Linked DNA regions of Zea mays: region 1 is linked to region 2. A link is a contact called in public Hi-C data. All regions are on one chromosome and are shown on one strand. Each heading gives the region's core, a stretch centred on a gene start, on an enhancer-like site or on the middle of the called end of the contact. The rest is flanking DNA. Distances are from core to core; before and after follow the strand shown. Region 1 holds the start of LOC100277167. Region 2 holds the start of LOC100383452.

What was found. Hi-C and Micro-C count contacts between places; a contact is called where the count stands out from the background.
Region 1: a Hi-C map of leaf shows a contact between it and region 2, with 5 times the contacts expected there. The contact joins the promoter of LOC100277167 here to the promoter of LOC100383452 in region 2. A contact is called at or near these places in 2 of 25 Hi-C or Micro-C datasets (both in leaf).

What each region holds. Positions count from the first base shown.
Region 1 is chr3:138,522,022-138,527,392 of Zm-B73-REFERENCE-NAM-5.0, reverse strand. LOC100277167 reads right to left here and starts at 3,562. Exons shown (of 2, transcript NM_001150813.2): 1 at 3,410-3,562; 2 at 1,766-3,156. The coding sequence starts at 3,103. The coding sequence ends at 2,108.
Region 2 is chr3:137,950,284-137,956,311 of Zm-B73-REFERENCE-NAM-5.0, reverse strand. It overlaps LOC100383452, which reads right to left and starts at 4,309. Exons shown (of 17, transcript NM_001357145.1): 1 at 4,009-4,309; 2 at 3,807-3,930; 3 at 3,604-3,675; 4 at 3,393-3,467; 5 at 3,218-3,289; 6 at 2,696-2,857; 7 at 2,511-2,585; 8 at 2,359-2,430; 9 at 2,199-2,273; 10 at 2,020-2,088; 11 at 1,858-1,932; 12 at 1,704-1,775; 13 at 1,487-1,624; 14 at 878-1,377; 2 more. The coding sequence starts at 4,108.

The DNA of each region.
Region 1 (5,371 bases), core at 2,313-4,812, 570 kb before region 2:
ACACCTAAACCTAGTTCAGGGTTGGGGTTTCCATTGTCCGACTTACATGAATACTGGCAGCCTAGTACTAGTACATGCTTAGCAGGAAAACTCCGTAGAGATTCCGCATGTGTTGTTGGATGGTGTCTGCAAAGCCATTTCCGTCGTAGGAGAGAGCAAATGCTACTGCGCGCTGCACGAGCACTACCGCACTAGCACCAGCGCACCACCGGCCGACTCGTCTCGTCGGCAGTCGTCGTCACCAACCTCCGTTCAGCGTCGCCATGATTAAAAGCATGCTTGCCCGCCTGCCTTCAGACAGCGCGATGGATCGGAGCACGTTCGGGAGAGGGGATCAACCAAGACGGCAATACGCGACGCGAGGCACTGTAGCTATGCTGGTGCGAGCAGCAGTAGCTTCCCTTTTTAATCCCCGGGCTTTTCGGCAAGTGGCGTCGGTGCAGACGCGAGGCCGATCGGTCGAGCTTGATTGACAACACGGCGCAGGCGCAGCAGAGTACAGCAGAGTGTGGTTGCTTTGCTGGGAGAGATTGGGTCGGATTGGACTGGAGCTGGAGCAGCCCGTGATACGAACAGTACGAGCTCGCTCGCTCCGTCCTGGTCCGTCGTTCGTCCTAACGACAACAGAGGAGTGTCTAGCGTACTACGTAGCGCTGTGGTCTGATCTCAGGTGATGGCTGCTGTGCTGAGGAGGGTGGGCAAGGGCAAGGCATGCCTGCATGCATGCATTGCATTGCAGGGAGGGCCCAAAGACATTCTGGATTCAGATTATTGCCAGGCAAAGTGGCGAAGCCCAGCACCAGATGGGGTCCAGAACAGCACGGGGGGGGGGGGGGCCAATCAGGCAGCCGATTCAGATCTAAATAAACTGGACCTCACCTGTATGTATGTACCCACTGGTGGCCACTGATACTCTGAGTCTGATAGATAAAGAAGAGGGCTCCCCTTGGTTCTTGCCCATGCGTGCGTGCGTGCATGTGTTGCTTGCTCCCTTCAGAAGCTGCACACTAGTACTCTCGCGCGGGGGTTTTTTTTTTCAGGCGCAGAAGAGATTCTGGCCATTGGCGAGGAATCAGAAATGTGACCTGTTTCTTTCTTGCTCCCCTTCCGTGAGACAAGAGGTAGGGAACTAGGAAGGAGAAGACTGAAAGGATGTTTTTTTTTCCTAGGAGAGAGAAAAAAACAGAGATAATGCTCTTCTGGATCAAAGCTTTCTCAGTTCCCCCAAAACCAAACCAAACCAGATCATCAAATCAAAAGCACCAAGTCCTGATAGCAATGCTGCTGCTAGAGTACGTAGTCCACTGCACGGCAGATCACGCATGTTGCGTTTGGCAGATCGCTGGTTGCACACACATGCATCGGTAGTGTACAGTACAGTACACCGCAGCGCAGCACGGCATTAAGTGGCTATCCATTTTGGGATCGCCTCGACGACGTCGCGCCACATGCTCCCCTGCCCCCCTGCACGCCCACATGATCTCCTCCTCCAGGGTCCAGGCCCCCAGCAATAATTCAGGCTCGCTCCGGCGGCCCAGCCAGCCACATTGCGTATTATGCATCTGTGTGCGCTCTTGTTCTCTTCTCAACGCCACATCTCTCTCTCTCTCTCTCACCAATCATTAGCCTAATCTGATCATAATTTACTAGTAGATTCTTTCGGTTACAGGCCTGCTAAGCATGCACGGCAGCCAGGCGTATCAGATTACCAGCTGTTGATCAATCACTAGTACTAGTGTAGCACTCACTCTCTGGCTGGCTGACTAAACACCACAACGACAGTAGCATGATGAAATGAAAGGAACAACACATAAGGCGGAAGAGTGAGTGATTCAGTCTCACCTCCCAAACCACCAGTCACTCGAGCACTAAAAAATTAAAGTCAAGAGCGGGGAGAGCAGCTACAGAAATCAACAAGGAATAGAAATCCATGGAGACTCCGCATCATCAGTTTGTGGTTGATGGATAGCTAGGATGGATGGATGGAACAGTGGAATGCGAATGCAGCTAAAGCTACGGCTAGATTGATGAGATCAGCAGCAGATTAACAAAGAAAACAGCTTCCCTATGCCGCAAGGCTGATTCAGTCAGCATTAGACTCTCTTGATCAATGTCGTCCAGTCCCGAAAGACATGGCTTGGTCGGTCACTCCAAGTCCAGCCGCAGCCGCAGCAGCAGCTGCGGGCTCCGCCGCCGGCTCCGGGAGCGGCATGCCGAGCTGGCCGTCGTGCGGCCCCAGCAGCTCCGGGTCGCCGGGGAGCCCGGCGTGGCCGCGCCGCGCCAGGGTGTGCTTGTTGTTGTGCATCCACACCTTGAGCACGCGCCGCTTCACGCCGACCTCCTGGCAGAAGCGCTGCACCGCCGCCTCGTCCAGCTTCTGCAGCCGCCACCCGGCGTCCTCCGCGAACCCCAGCATCCGGGCCTTCTGCTCCGCGGTGAACTTGGTCCGGAACCGCTTCCGTGCCGGTGCCTGCTGCTGCTGCTGCACCTCCCCCCCGCGCACCCCTGGCACGTGTGCGTCGTCGGAGTCCGCTGACGCCGAGCTGTGGTGCTGCTGCGGCGGCTGCTGGTGATGGTGCATGGCGGCGCTCAGCGGCATCACCATGCGCGTCGGCGCCGGGGGAAGCGCCGCCACCAGCAGCCCCCGGTGATGGTGGGGGTGCACCGCGGCCAGCGGGCTCAGCGGGTGGTGGTGGTGGTGCCCGTACAGCTGCCGCCCGTCGCCGCCCGGCGGCTCCTTGCGGTGGAAGTTGCGGTGGCACCCGCACGCCGAGCACCGGAGCGCGTCCAGCGACCCCTCCTCGCCCGCGGGCATGAACTCGCCGCACCCGTCCGTCGCGCTCCCGCCGATGGCAGCCGCGTGGTTCTTCAGGCACTCGCGGTACCTCACCCCTGCCCCGCCTCCGCCTCCTGTGCCCACGGGCACCACCGCCAGCTGCCGGTTCTTGGCCTCCTCCGCCACCACATCCGGCGGCGACATGTGCCGGCCGTTCGCGCCATGGTTGTGCTGCTGTGGGTGCCCGTGGTGCAGCCCCAGGTACGGCGACCCGCCGGCGTGCATTGTTGCCATCGGCAGCTCGCCCTGCGTGCCGGAAAGATCCATGCTTTTGCTCACTTCCTCCGCAGCCGCAGCTCCTGTCTCACGCTGCAACAAATCTGCAATAGCGCGCGCGCGCGCCCACACGCACACAAACAAACAATTGAAACAAACAAACTTAACAACAGGAATTTCAGCAGGAAGGCCAAGTGAATGCCAAGACGACAGCTTGGAGGTTCCAAGCAATGATGTACTATGAAGAAACAAGAATCTGGCATGCCTTGGGGCGCTCAAAAAGTGAAGGAAGAGAAAAAAAAAAGGGATTGATTCTTGGGGAGAGTGAGAGAACAAAAAGGGCTGAGGTTTGTGGACCTTACGGTGGCCTTGGGATCTTGCAAGAAGATACCAGTTGCAAACTCCAAGATAGGTTTAAATCCTCTACTGCTAGTACTCCTAGTATGTTTCAAGGTCTCTTGGGTTCCTCACCATGGCCATGCAGAAGATCAGCAGTAGAACTAGAATGCTAGGAGATCTAGAGGAAGATGGATACAGGGGCTGCTCTCTGCAAAGGCTTTGCATTCACACACCGTTCCTACTTGACTAGTATTTGGTTGGTGTGTATGTTAAACATGTTGTGCTTTTGTTGTGAGAAGAACAGCGTAGAAACAAAGGGGAGGGACCAAAACACAGAGGTGAAGAAGAGATGGACCAAAACAAACAACAAAAATGAATGGAAGTAAACAAACCTTGTGGCTGCCGCGAGGGGGCTTAATCAGGACGTCATGCCTTGTCAAACCTTGGCCGCCATTGCTGCAAGAAAAAACCACCTTGCGGTCTACCTACAAACTACTGCAAATTGGAAAGGGGAATACAAAGGAAATGTCAAGGTTTAGAGGCAGTGTAGACTACGAGCTAGATATGGCCAATGGGGAGAGAGCTTGCTGTATGTCTCTCAGATGTGTTGTGTAAATAAGAGAGGGGATGAAGCAAGAGAAATACTCCAAGCTTCGGCTCTGCTTGCTTTGCTTTGCTTGCACTGTCAGGAATCCAAGCTTGTTTGAGAGAGAGAGAGAGAGAGAGAGCCCTGTGGCCAGGCCAGTGGCCTTGTGTGGTGTGTCAGAGCTGTACTACTGCAATGGTGAGAAGAGGGCGGAGCTACAGGAGCTGAGCGCGTCCATGGATGTCCCCACTCCAGATTTTTATTTATTGAAAGTATTTAGAATAATGAGTGTTTTGTTCAGTTCCTTTCTCCTCTTTGCTCTCCTATTTTCTTAGAAAGGGATCGGCTGGAAAACGAGTTTAAGCATTTAATTCCTTTTGTGCGCTTTCGCAAACGAAAGACATTTTGATGCATGCTATACTTTATTTCTGAAATAACTTCATGCGTTTTATCCTGTAAATTGAGCGTGGCGCACGGCTCTTGATTCCTTCTGATCCATTCTCTCTTTCCGTCAGGAATATACAGATGATAAACTTGTGTAAATTCAATAAAATGGCTTGCTTTGCCTGTATCTATAAATCCATGGTATAGTTCCACAAGTATAACTAAAAACATCCATATTTTCACTTGAACAATTGCTACTAACCAAATTATTTATGCCAACCCCAAGAAAAACAGTACTAGCAACGAAAACTGAAGGGCACGCCAGCAAAGGCAAATTCTCCACCAATGTTTTCTTGCCGCGTGTGCTGAAGCTGTTTCAACGCAAGCTTCTTTTGGGGAGTCAAACTTGTCCAGAACAGTGGGAGCATGCATCAATCCAGCTAGCTAGTGCCTAGTGGAAGCAAAATCACAGATAGAATACAAATATTGCATTAGTAAGCGAACACTCCGTCAGGGACATGCCCAATAGTTTTGTTTTTCACCACATGCATCGCTTTCACTCACAGCAGATCCTTATCATTTAGCAATTTGCACATGATTTTAGTCATCGATTGCTGTATTGGCACTTGTGCAGAAAAAAAATTAACCCCAGGCCCACTAATCCAAACTTTAGTTTGGATCATGTGCAAAACCCTTGGCTTTCCTGATGGTGAAATGTGTGGTGGCTACCACTGTCTACTCACCGCACAACATTCTTCTGCCTGTGAAGAAAAATGACAGGTCTTCTTTTAAGGCTCAGGTGGGGATTACAGTACAGATCTGTACCGCAGTGGGGTATATACTCATATGGTACTGTATTTACTAGTGACATTTAATTTCACAGCTGCATCGGTGAGAGCTAGCTGATTGAAAGGCTTAAATTCCACAGCTGATTTCCGGAAACTAATTGTTAGAAATTCTAGTTTCAGTCAATTATATTCACTCCAAAAGGGTATCGAGTTGTATAGTTC
Region 2 (6,028 bases), core at 3,060-5,559:
CACGATAGGCGGGTCGGCTAGCTCGTGGAGGTAGGCGATGCCCTTGGCGGCGCCGAGCAGCACCCGGAGGCGCCGCCGCCAGTCCAGACGCACGCCGGACTTGCCCGTGAGGCTCTCCTTGAGCGTGCCGTTGGGGACGTACTCGTAGACGAGGATCTGCTCCGCCTGGTCCAGGCAGAAGCCCACTAGGCTGACCACGTTCTTGTGGTGCACCCGGGAGAGCAGCTCGATCTCCGTCCTGAATTCGAGGCTCCCCTGCAGGGACCCCTGCTGGCACCTCTTCACGGCCACCAGCTGCCCGCTAGGCAGGGTCCCTCTGTACACCTTCCCGTAGCCGCCGTTGCCGATGTCGTTCGCCTCCGAGAAGTTGCTGGTGATCTTCCTCAGCTCGTCGAAGTTGAACGTGCGCGCGCCGCGCAGCTGGGGGACGCTGCTGCCGCTCGTGCTCTTCATGTCCCAAGAAACTGTAGCAGCAGCAGAGATGGTTCATGGTTGTGGACTTGTGGTTACATTATAGATAGAACTCTACTCCTGTCAGTAACAAGCACTACAGAGAAACTGTGAACCAAATAAAGGCAAAATGGCAACAAGGGTACAGTACTACGAAGTACGAACCAAAAGACTGGCTCCTCTCTTCGTTCTGCTTTGGTCTCTTCTTCCTCCTTGCGACGATGGTAACAAGAGCAAGAACTATTGCAACAAGAACCGCTCCACCCACCGAGGCTCCGACGATCAGAGGTAAGCGGTTGTTCGCCTTCGATTTGGAAGGTATTAGCACCACTACGTCCATGAAAAAAAAGCAGTAAATAGTAAAAAAAGCAGCAGGAGGTGTAACTACTTTCCTTTCGTGAATGAAAATGAATGATCTTGTTGTTACCATTGGCAAAGCTGTACGGCTGGCCAAGAAAATAGTACGGACCGAATACTGAGGGTGGCTTATACGTCTGGTTGCTGAGTATGAACCCGATGTCAGAGATGTCCTGCTCACTAAACTGGGTCTTGCCGCTGGGGAACACCTCCAGCGCGAGCTGCAGGTTGTTGACCGAGTTGACGGACGGATCGTGGAGCGCAACCGAGTCGACGGGGACGCTGAGACTCCGGAACTTGGCTCTGATGCCGGTCTCCAGCTGGCCCCAGTACGAGCCGTTGCTGAGGTCAGAGAAGGACGGCGACCTGAAGAACAGGGTGCCCCTGTAGGGCACGGCGCAGACGCAGCCTGGGCTCACGAGCTGGTCCGAGAGGCACGGCGGCGGCAGCCCCGAGCAGTTCATCGGGGTGCTGTACGGCGGCGGCGCCGCCTGGTTGGACTGCCCCGGCGACGCGCAGTATTTCTCGCTGCTCCCCGTCCCCGGGCTGCAGATGGGGTTCCCGACTAGTCTGTGGAAGAAGACAGCAGATGCACGCGTGCGATTTGTGAGGAACGAACGATGAACTGCAAAATAAGCTGTTGCTTGCTACATGATGAGCTCGGTTCCTCTCTTCCTACATGAGCTGCTTGTTGTACTGTGATCCGCCGACAGTTATCTGGCTGATTTGGTTGTCTCGCAGATCGATTAGCTGGAGCTGAGTGCTGTAGTCTGATCCGATAGTTAGCGTGCCGTTGAAACGGTTTCCCCGGAGCCTCCTGCAAACTCTATATATGATCGATCGTTTTCTACATGGTCAGCTCGTTTTTTTTGGAGAAGGAAACACTACTGACTCACAGTGTCTGAACTGCAGGAAGGCTGAACAGGGCTTGGGGCAGCTGCCCTGTGACACGCAGGTTTTCAAGGTACCTGTATGTAATGTAACCGACAAACAAAGATTCAGACACAGGTTCTGGACTTGAGTAGGAGGAGTGCAGAGAGACAGAATTACAGTGAGGTCAAAGATGGCAGAGTGGTGAACCAGGAAGGAACACCAGATGCATTGAAGCTGTTGTTGCTCATGTCCCTGCCACAGAGTTGCAACAGCTTCACAAGCTACTCATGTCTTGGGCTCAAGAAAAGGAGAAACTAGCTCTCGAGCGAATTCACTTACACAAAACTGAGCGCGATCATCCCTGTGAGGTCTGGCAGTGGACCAGTCAGCTGGTTGTTTTCCAGATGGCTAGTGTGGACCGACAGAAAGAATCGATCGAAAGAGATGACAAATCGTTATAGCTTCCTGCTACTAGTCCTACTGATACTGACAGAAGTGAATGAAACAACAACACTCACAGCTCTGCAAGTTTTGTGAGGTTGTTGATGTTGCTAGGAACCGGCCCAGTCAGCTGGTAGTTGTTATCAAAACGCCTGCAAGTTTTGTGAGGTTGTTGGGCTCAAGTTTTGTAGATTTTCTTTTCCATGCCATGCCATGCCATGCAGGTTTTGTACTCACATGACTTCTAGTGTATTGAGAAGGCCCAGAGTAGGAGGAATGCGTCCGGTGAAGTTGTTGTTGTCAAGAAGCCTGCATACATACAGAACACAAGCCTGAGCTAGCCTTCATAACAAAAAACGACCAAGTCGTATGAGTTTCCTCTCACTTACACATGTATCAGCGTCATATTTGAGTTGAAAATCTGGCTCGGTATTGTTCCTGAGAGCTGATTGACCCCGAAGTGGCTGCGAAGAAACGGCCATCAAATGAACCACAACTCTTCAAGGGGATCAAAATGTCAGATCCCAATATAATGTCAATGAACTTAATTCTGGGGACTGGAACTGGTACATACAAGTGCTTTGTATTTGTCAGGTTATCCAGCCCGGGATTCGTGCCGTCGAACACCGGGAGTCCTCCGGAGAGCTTATTGTCAGCCAGATCAAACCAGTATAGATTCGAGAGCCTTCCGAGTGATGCCGGAATGGAACCGCTGAACTTGTTTGAGTTCAAAGATCTGCAGCGATGGAATACAATGACCAAATCTTTCTTTTCTTTTCTTTTTTTTACCCTATTGTAGTGGCAGTCAAAAAGCTAAAGATCACATTGTGCTGCCTGGACCTAAGCGCATAAACTTGTTTGATTTTCAAGCATATACAGAACGTAAGACCTCAATTTTACTTCCTTTCTGTTCTGACCAAAGAGGACAAACTAAAGTTGATTTCCCAAGTGACAGTTGGATAGATATAGATAGGTAAAAGCTTTTTGTTCAACAGAAGATACAATCCCAAAAAATGATTATATCCTTGTTTGTTTATGGTTGCTAATAGATCAAAGGCATAGACACAAAGGTTTCAGGTTGGTTTGGTCTCCTTACAAAAATCTAAGCTTGGTGAGCTGTCCGAGTTCTTTCGGTATTTCTCCAGAAAAGCTGCAACCGACAAGAATCCTGCGGAGGAGTCGGAGAGCAAATAAGTCAAGGAACAATCCAGGCAGTGAAAATATTGAAATCAGTGGACGATTGGAACTCCTTAAAAAGTTTGGTTGCGCACAGGTTTTCGAGGTTACTCAGGCTTCCGATGGACGCAGGAAGAGGACCGCCCAAGTCCTTGTTGTAGGAGAAATCCCTGCCAAAAAACAAAAACAGGAAGCAATCACCTCACATGCTTGAAACAAATGCTAAAAATTCCAATTCATGTGCTTGTATGGAGACTCAAATCAAATCAAATCAAATCAGACTGTAAAAGTCGGAATGTTTCATACAAGGTCTGCAATTCGGACAGGGACTGGATGTCGCCTGAAAGGGATCCTGACAATCCTAAACTCGAGAGTCTTCTGCAGGAACAGCCACCACGAAACAACAACAACAACAGCAGCAGAATGAGTGATGAATTGCTCATCTATAAAATGGATGACTAGAAGGAAACGACCGTATGTGATAATATCTTCTAGCTGCTGATACTAACATAGCCGTGACCCGGCTTGTGGTGCAGCTTATCCCGTTCCATTTATCTCCACATGGGTCAGTGCCCACCCTCCAGTTTGATGGCTTCTTGTTCCAGGAATCTTGAATCCCATTCAGCCCAGAAGCTGCACAGAAGAGCAACAGAATGAGCAAGTGAGCACAGAAATAACAAGGACACAAGGGACGGAAAAACTGGAACATACCGTCTTGTGCATTCGTGTCAGCCAAGATGACGAGAGCCTGCGCAAGGAAACCCAAGGAGAACACAAGCCATGGAGAAAGCTCCATTTTTGGAGAGTTCATGGAGATGTTGCCGAATTCTTCTTAGCTGCTCATCATCTTCTTCTTCCTCCTTCGAAGGCAAGAAGCTTTGGCAGAAGTGCAGTAGGTCATATTAGTTGGCAGGCATGTAAGGTAGGAAATGAGCCTTGAATTGTATATTCATTGAACTGGTCAAGATATCCATCCATATAGTTCATCATCTCCTACATGTATGAATTCAATGAACATGTCGTCCCAGCTCATCCAATAAGTAGCAAGCGTACGAAGTCTTTGAATCAGATTTGAGAAAAAAAAAAGAAAATAGGGGACGACCAGATGGAGTCAACAGCATGCAACTTGCAACAAGAAAATGACAGGATTTGCAATAATTTTAGCTCTTAATTTAATGGTTGGGTGCTGGGTCGCAATTATTCAATGCGACAAGTTTCTAAATAGCTCTCAATTTGCGCAATTTTAGCTCTTACTTTTGTTTCTGGTAGGGGAAAGGGTGCAAACGCATGTGCACTCACTCAGTCTTCGGCCCAGACAAAAGAGCAAAAGAATTGCAGGCACATGCAGTTATGTTCAGCGTATAGACTGGTGGAATATTTTGGATGTTGTAGGTATTCCACGCTATGTTTTGTTTTGTTTTGTTTTTCTCTTATATGGTGAATAGTATTTCAGTTGTATAATAATCTGAATAAGCCTTAGTGGAAAATTTAAGAGGTTATAATAATCTGAATAATGGGTTAGACGAGTCTTAGTGGAAGATTTATATGGTTTCTGAATACCATATAAATGCGGGAGTGAACAAGCCTGTGGAGGACGAAACTGTGATTTGTAGGTTATGCCACAAGGAAGGTTATAAGTCTTTCCAATGCAAGGCGATGACCGGGGATAAGCAAAAGCAAAAGCTCAAGCAAAAGCCATCAAGCAAAATCTCCAACACCTACATCAACAAGGTGAACAAAAAGGCTGCTACACCATATTTGATCAAGAATAAAAAAATAGAAAAGTGATAGCAATCAAGGCCAACAAGCAAGCCAACAAAAGAAAGGGGGCCAAACGCATCTGGGTGCCAAAGGAAATAATTTCAACCATGAAAAGCACCATGAAGGTTTGGATCCCGAAAGGGAAGTGAGTAGTCCGAAAAATAACGGGAAATTTGGAGACTTGGCAAAGATGGGATGTATATCATGGGACACATCATATTGGATCAAGTTTATTGCCAAGTGGGTTAGCAAATATTTTGGACCCAAACTTCCCCACCCATAACTAAGGTAACTATATTTATTGTTTTCCTTATTTTTAGATTTACATCTCATTTTCTTATATCTAGCTTACCATTTCATGCCTAGTATTTCATTTTGTACTTTAGATTAACAATGCATGCATACTAGGTAAATCACATGGTAGGATTGCTCGTTCTCATTTCATATTTTTGAGCAAACCTGCATGGTTTAAAATTGTTTAATTAAGCATGGCACATAGCTTATTTAACATCCCTAAGTAAATGACACTAATGCTTCAAAATCTTATATCCTACAATTAGTATCATTTAACTTATATGTGCCAAAGCTCGGGTTATGGATAATCTATCCCTCTTGATATCAAATCAAAGTGCATGTCTCCTACAAGTATTCAAAACTTGTATGCACACTTTCAGGAGAAGGTTAATCTATAATCTAAGACTTTGAGACTAATACCGTTTTCGAGTCTATTTCATGTAGTAGTCTCATTGTAAGGAAAATAAAGTCCCCGGAGAAAGACAACAAACTTCCACTCCAAAATCTCAAAGAACTTTCATGTCTCATAAGTCTGCCATTGGTCTTCAATTGGTTCGCCATTGACTTTCAATTGGTATCTTTGAGACTACATTCAGTATAATTTACATGTCTTCTCCAATATTTGATTAGACTATATTTCATATCTTATACTTCCCATGTTGCTAAAATGCATATA